Linked DNA regions of Zea mays: region 2 is linked to region 1. The links are chromatin contacts, called in public Hi-C maps. All regions are on one chromosome and are shown on one strand. The core of a region is the stretch at or near the end of the contact, and the rest is flanking DNA. Distances in the headings are between cores, read along the strand shown. Region 1 holds the start of LOC100274095 (CID11). Region 2 holds the start of LOC100285177.

Region 1 (3,914 bases), core at 922-3,421:
ATGGAACCCAAAATTCATCAAAAGAAGATTGATTACAGAAAAAGGCATCTGAGTAGGTCAATATGTAATACCTTCATCAGAGAACTCAATAAATGCAAACCTAAGAACTGAGTGGGGATCACCACAAATTCTGCAATCAACAACCTAAGAGAGAGGAAGTTCATTAGGATTTAGGAAAAAACATCATTGATCATGTTGACAGAATAGAAGATCATGTTGATATAATAGAAGATCATGTTGACAGAATAGACCAGTAAACATGATCACTTAATAGACTCTGCTTGATAACTTCTATTGATCAGCACAAGCAATGAAGCGCTGAAATATCACATGAGCAGTACAATTACAAGTAAAAATAAGTCTTTTCAGATGAAATAACTTACATGCCCACAGGTAGCAAAGATATCAGCAAGTCTCTCCTCTGTCACCTAACAGATGGTCAACATCATTAGATCTTATAACAACCCAAGAATCTTTAATATATAGCAATGAGTGCTGAAGCAACCATCAACTACTCACAGTATGATCAAGTTCAGAGACATAAACAGTTCGCCTAACGCTGTCCTCTCTGTCTGCACGCCTCAACCTATCATTTGTCCTCCTCCTTCCTTGGTTGATGTATCCATTCCCTCTCTGAAGATGGAAAAAAACTTGCATCATAATTCTCAACGGCATCACCACGTCCAATATTAGCACTTGCAAACATCTGATCATCTAGCAAGTCCAAGACAAACCAAACAAAGAAGCAATATTGGGGAAGTATCACATGGTTGAAAAATTAAGGGGGTGTTTAGTTTCTATGGACTAATTTTTAGTCCCTCCATTTTAAACTCTATTTTAGTTCCCGTATTTGACAATTTAGAGACTAAAATGGAGTGACTAAAAATTAGTCCCTAATAACCAAACATCTTCTAAATACCACATTGACCAAAGACTTGAAGTTTTAGTAACATATCATTTTGTCTTAAATGGGGGTATTGAATGACATAATTGCAGGACAGTGAACGGGTCAATGAGGTACTCCCATGACAAATATATTATGGGAAAATGTTATGGTTCTATAGTATATATTGGTTCCTTCGAAATGCCCACAACTGTCTACAGATTGCTACTATTGAGTCCAAACGAACCTTGTAGAGTTGTAGGATAAAATTCTGCTAAAGCAAACATCCGCGGAAATAGAGAAAACATTCCCCAAAACACGTGATTTCCACTAAAAACTGAATCAGAAAGATTTGACACCACCGCTTCCAATATTAATCAAATCAAACGAATCGACACCACATAAAAAATAAATACAATCACCGTCCAATCAAGCACACATAGAAACAGATCAACTTAAAACAACTGAATTGCTCAGAGTGTATCATCAGTCCCACTAACGGAGTGGCACCTCGTCAAGATCAAACCTAGTACATCAAAAGAAAGAAGGCAAACCTTTCCCTCAAAGAGAGACGCTAACCACCACACTACGGGAACGACCAACCGGTAACGCAAATCAACAAAGATAAGGAAGAAAAAAAAATCAACCTTTTACCAAACAGCCAATGAGAAAAGCAATCTAATCCTACACACGAACCCAGCCACAGCACCGATCCAAGCGCCTCGTTCTCCGATGAAGAATCAAGTCAAGAAGAAGAAAAGGAGCGTCACGGATCATACCTTGCGCTGCTGGTTCCCAAACCCAACGTAAAAGGGATCGTCGGTGGCCCCGTTGCCGCCTGCGGTGGAGCGGTAATCGAAGACCGGCGCATCCGCCGACAACGCTTTCTTGGGCGGCGACGCAGCCGCGGCCGGAGCCGAGGAAGGAACGAACTCCTTGGCGGCCGGGTTAAGATTGGAGAGCAGGTCCACAAGCTTCTGCACGCCCGCCTGGTACTCCACCTCCTTCGCCGCAGCAGACGCCGATCCCTCCGCCACCGCCGCCATACCTAGGACTGAGACGAGGCGGATCAATCGAGGCAGACGCCGGCGGCCGCCTGCCGATATCGGTCAAATCCACCCGCGGCCGGATGGGTGGATTGGGGTGGGGTAGGGCAGAAAGTGCCGGACGGATTCTACTGGTGCGAGGCCATCCAGCGTCTCTGCACACCGGAGCTGAGGGCGGTGGTGGCCTGGTGGGTGTGTGGCTGACGTGGTGCGACGCGGACCTGGGTGCCCTCGCCGACGGCGTCGATGGGGTGGGGCTGCTGGAGCGGGCCGCGGTTGGGTGCTACTGTGCCTACTAGTGCCTCAAGGCTATGGCCATTTTCGGGCTGGGAAATTTACGCGACTACGCGAGAGAGAATCGGGAGGAATCAAAACGGAAACCGGAGAGGAGGAGAAGGGCCGGCGGGTTGTTGGGCTCTCGGCCGCTCGGGTTCCGCGTGGGCATGGTCTCTACACTGCACGGGGAGGCGTGAAGCACGTGCGTAGCAGCACGGGGAGGCGTGAAGCAGCTTATCGACGGATTTATTAAACTCGCCTTGCGTCTCCATCTACATATTCTTGCGTTGCGTCTCCATATATTTTAAGGCATGATTTTACAGTACTATATTTTTGTCATTATTATGACAACACAGTCGTTTTGGCTAACTCCAAATAAATCACGGTCTTGAAAAACAATATTTGGATATAATATTGTAAATTATGGTATTAAGAAAAAGATAGACATTGCATTAAAACTTTAGATTTGAGTGGAGTTTTCAGTATTTCGAAAATACCATATTATCTAGAATATCATGGTTTTATAAACATATGACTTAACTACTATGTTATTACTAAAAACCATGATATTTCTAGAAACTGTAAAAATACATTAAACCTAAATAAGTCCTAAATTTATAGTTTTGAGCGGTGTTTTAAACTATGGGGTACAACGTTTGGCGATTTATTTGCTCTCGAAGTTAGAATTTATTAAATGATAGCTAACAGTTAGTCGTTAAAAATTAACTTACACTCTATTTAAATCTTAATACAATATGTCAAATAATATTTTGTTACTACTATCTAACTAATAAATGTAAGGAAAAGTTCAAATTGCCACTGTGCCCCAAGTTCATGTTACCCATAATCTATTAATTAGTCTACTTAACCTCCACAATTTGCAAAACCATATCACTTTTCATGTTGTAACAAAAATCTGAACCGGCTTGACGATGTGGTGTGGTTTTTCTTGTCACGTCATTTTTGATGTGGCAAGAACAAAATTCAACTCACGTCCTCCTCATGCAATCAGCTTATATAACCTCTGATATATTCAGCTCACATAACCCCCATTCGGCCATTCATATATAGCTTTTTCACAAAGTTGTGAGTATCCTCGCCGCATTCTAGTATTTGCGTCAAAGTTTAGTATAAATTCAATACCTTTTCAGACATAAATTCAGCATAACACTTTTTGAAAAAATGATTAAAATTGATCATTATGATTGTGACGCACGAACTTAGTTCACTATTATATTATCTACAATATTCTGCAAACACTCCAGCATGTCGTAGTGGTCGTCTTCTTCTTTCTTTTTTTGGTCCCTATATTTTACTTAGCCTTATTTTATTGCCTATCCTCCAACGCTTGATACGAAAATAGCTTAAAAATTGCTATACAAAGCCAACTAATAAAACAGAGTAACAAAAAGTGCACTTAACTGATAAGGCAATGAAGTCTCTAGATCATAAGATTGTCTATAACAGACACTGTAAAATAGAGGACACTGAACTATAGATGATATTGTTTGACACTGTTTTCAGAATATAGTTTGAAATATAGGATACGATACAAGATGAGATAATAACTCTACTGGAGGATAGTTAATAGAAAGTAGTCCAATAAGTTTGGGCCGTGCTTGCTGGGCCACCACGAGCCCGGCACGAAATATATGGCACGCAGCCTGGCCCAGCACAAAATAGAAAAAACCGGGCCAGCACGGCACGTT
Region 2 (3,914 bases), core at 650-3,149, 380 kb after region 1:
CAAATGCTATGAGTTAAGAACAAGGCAACACAGAAAATGTTAAACGATAAAGTCCTTCGCTTATTGAGGCATTATTTCCCTTGGGATATAACAATCTTCGGACGAAGGTCATGAAGGACGAACCTTCATCATCACAGTACGCATTAATGAAAGACGAAGCATATGAAACATAAAAGATAGCACGAATAACCATATAACATTATTCATTTAACTTTATTATATCATCAAAGAGGAATAGAGACAATATCGAATTATAAATGTACCTTCGGCTTGGAAGGAGATGACAGTACAAACGTGACGCAAAAAGTGAATGCCAAGTCAGCGTGAACAGTACGGGGATACTGTTCACCTATTTATAGACACGGGACACAGCCCTTACAAAATTACATTCATGCCCCTTACATTTGATAATAACTCTATAGCAGTCTATCGAGGTCTGAATAGCCTTTTCATCTTTAAGTCGGTTCCACTCTTTGCCGTTACGCCGAAGCTTTCCTGCTCAACACCTTCGGCTCTGTATCAAGCTTCGTATTATTCCGGTATGCTGCAATGCCGACTTTAGTCTGAGGGTACCTGTTCACACATTGTACTACACAAATACTGTTAAATCCTGTTTTTGAGGACCTTCGGACGCCGAAGGTCCCCAACACCATACATGCGGAAAAATGGTAGTTCATGAAAAATTGTATGAATCAAATTGTATTTGTTATCATATATGATCGACTATGAATTGTGGTTGCCAATTAATTTAAAATCTCTCTAGTTATCTCTGTGTGCTATTATAATTCATTTAAATTGTATTTGCATATTTTTGTTAAAAATTAAATATTAATTCATTTAAATTGTATTTGCATATTTCTGTTAAAATTTAAAATATTTTCATATTTAAATTGTATTTTTCATATTTTCACAATCACAGACGGTTTTTCCTTAGGGTCCGTTTGTGAAAAGGATAGAGCACCACAGACGGTTATAAACAAAAACCGCTTGTGATACTATTACATCACAGACGTACCGAACCGCCTGAGACATCACAGGTGGTTTTCTAACCGAACCGCCTGTGATGTAAAAAGCCTACTGCTTATATAGAGTCAAATTGTACTATTACGAACAACCCTTTAGTCTAACAGCTCGCTCAAGAGCAGCAAAACACGGCGAGTCTTCCCGCGGCATGTCTACTGACCGGCCACAGGAAGAAACGAAACGCGGTCATGCACGCACGTACCTGCCCGGCTCCATAGGTGTGAGTGTGACGCCATACACGTGGCCATGCGCCCGTGCTGCTATAGCTTGATCACGCGCCCTTAAGGGGTGTTTGGTTTCTAGGGACTAATGTTTAGTCCCTTCATTTTGTTCCATTTTAGTATATAAATTGACAAATATAGAAACTAAAATAAAGGTTATAGTTTCTATATTTGATAATTTTGTAACTAAAGTGGAATAAAATGTAGGGACTAAAAATTAGTCCCTAGAAACCAAACACCCGTTAATTCGTGGCACAAGATAAGATCTCAGATGTGATAATGCACGCCATGGAGTGGGCGTGGGGCCCCCTCTCTTTGTTCCCGATGACCGGTCAGTCGCCATGCAAGTGGTACTAGTGGGAGTACCGAGTACCACTCGGTACGGTTGAACCGTTGGGGACGGCCTCGTGGTCGCTTATCCGGATCACACGCAGCACAGACCGCGACCTGATCTGACGTGTCCTGGGGCCGACGCGTCCGCGCAGCGTTGGCCATCTGCCACCATGTCGGCGACGACCGGGCGGGCTCAAGCGGCCGGCCGGGCCGGTGTTGCTGTCGCGGCTCGGTTTTGCTGATTGGTCCATTTGGCTTACCAACCCATCTCTTTCAGAGTTCAAAAAAAACCCATCTCTTTCACGCTCTCGCCTCCCCATGTCCATCGCCACGATACCTAAAAAAAGATCTACGCAGCGAAAAGGGCCGCGGAAAAAACGAGTTGTACGCGTCGGCTCCGCTTCTTGATCCCAACACCGCCACGATAATATAATACTAAATCTATCGTCCGCACCAGCAGCGAGTGAAGGAGGAGCCTGCCCGCGCCTGCGCCTGGTTGTAATTGTAGCTCACGCTCACCCTTCAGTTGACCACCGCTGCGGCAGCAATGGCGGCGAGTCGCCGGCAGCACCGCCGCGGCTTCCCGCTGGTCCCGCTGCTGCTGTCGCTCCTGGCGGCCGCCGCGTACGGCCGCCTCATCTCCGACGGCGGCCCGCCCGCGCCGCTCCTCCCGGTCATCCGCCTCGCGGCGCCGCCGGCCGAGGCCGAGTGCGAGCAGACCTACGGCTTCCTCCCCTGCACCACCACCGTGCTCGGCAACCTCTTCCTGGTGCTGGCCTACGGCTTCCTCATGTTCAAGGCGGCCACGTTCCTGTCGGCGGGCAGCGAGCTGCTGCTAGAGATCATGGGGCCCGGCCTCGTCGGCGGCCTCCTCCTCCCCATCCTCGGCGCCCTCCCCGACGCGCTCCTCGTCCTAGGTTCGCAATCCTCTTCCCTCCGCGCTTTGCTACTGAAATTCGTCAGTTGGTTAGTTTTTAGCTTTCTGAAAGGCTGGAAGCAAGATCCGATCCATCAAAGCCTTTTGACTTTCTCCCTTTCACTTTCTACGTGCCTTTGCATAATTGTCCTTTTCTTTAAATAAAATTTTTACTACAGCAAGCAGTACACGTTTATTTACCAAACCATAAAGCTTCCTGTGCTGCGAAACAGTAGTATCTGGGGAAGGTTATGTGTATGTGGCTATGTGCAGATTCTGACGTTGTCACAGTACTAACACAGAGGATCAGAACTAAGCACAGCAGATCAGATCTGCGATCCAAGTATCGCAGCCGGTGTACCAATGGACTTAAATTACAGATATGACATAGCACCTTGTTGCCTTGTTCAACAACGACCGGATCCCTGATCAGATCATTATCATGGTTTGTCCTCATCTGTCTGTTGATCACGTGTTGCAGTGTCCGGCCTCTCCGGGAGCAAAGAGGAGGCGCAGAGCCAGGTGCTGATCGGGATGGGGCTGCTCGCCGGTTCCACCGTCTTCCTCCTCACCCTGCTCTGGGGAACCTGTGTGGTCGTTGGCAAGTGTGACCTCGGGCCAGGCCGTGAGGCAGTAGATGTGACAGACACCAAGGGCTTCAGCTTGACTGGTACATTGCTTCCTCTGTCCTCTCTATATCTGTTGGTTGTTTATCATGTGATTTCGAAGTAGGATGCTGACAACAAAGGTTTCAGCTCTCCATTTCCAAAGAGAGGATGCTAAAGCTGGCAATTATGAACAATTGCGTTCTTTTTTACTGACTGCCAAGATTCGGTGGCAGGCACTGGTGTTACGACCGACGTGCAGACCAGCTACGCGGCACGGATCATGGGGCTATCTGTCATCCCCTTCATCATCGCTCAGTTCCCCAAGATGTTGAAGACGCACCACGGGCAGCGCCTCGCTATGCTGCTGGCCCTTGTCGTGTCGTTCGCGCTCGTGCTTGCCTACTGCCTGTACCAGGTAAACGAGATAGATACGTTTCTGACAGGGAGCGACGGCTCTACTAGATTGTTAAGGGTAAAAAAAAAACTTTGAGACGGTGAAACTGGATCCTCTGAAATCCCTGCACCAGGTTTTCCAGCCCTGGATTCAGAGGAGGAAGCTCGCGTACGCGAAGCACAAGCACGTGATCTCCGGGATACTGAGGCACGCCCAGATGCAGTCGCTCGGCCGCCTGCTGAACGACGACGGCACGCCCAATGAACAAGTCATCAGAAAGTGTGATTCCTTCCCTCTCTCTCAACTGCTGTCTGTTGTGTGGCCCGTAGTTAGGAGCTTAGCACACTGTTTTCGATCGTGCAGGCTGTTCCGCAAGATCGACATGGACGAGAGCCGGTCCCTGTCCCGCGCCGAGCTCC

Evidence for each region. A called contact is a pair of places that touch in the nucleus more often than the background predicts.
Region 2: a Hi-C map of bundle sheath shows a contact between it and region 1, with 4 times the contacts expected there. The contact joins the promoter of LOC100285177 here to the promoter of LOC100274095 in region 1. A contact is called at or near these places in 6 of 25 Hi-C or Micro-C datasets (bundle sheath, ear, leaf and 2 more).

Annotation. Positions count from the first base shown.
Region 1 is chr8:24,597,815-24,601,728 of Zm-B73-REFERENCE-NAM-5.0, forward strand. It overlaps LOC100274095 (CID11), which reads right to left and starts at 2,172. Exons shown (of 10, transcript NM_001148474.1): 1 at 1,663-2,172; 2 at 520-633; 3 at 384-428; 4 at 72-144. The coding sequence starts at 1,929.
Region 2 is chr8:24,973,235-24,977,148 of Zm-B73-REFERENCE-NAM-5.0, forward strand. LOC100285177 reads left to right here and starts at 1,900. Exons shown (of 7, transcript NM_001158071.2): 1 at 1,900-2,494; 2 at 2,975-3,163; 3 at 3,335-3,516; 4 at 3,629-3,774; 5 at 3,859-3,914. The coding sequence starts at 2,125.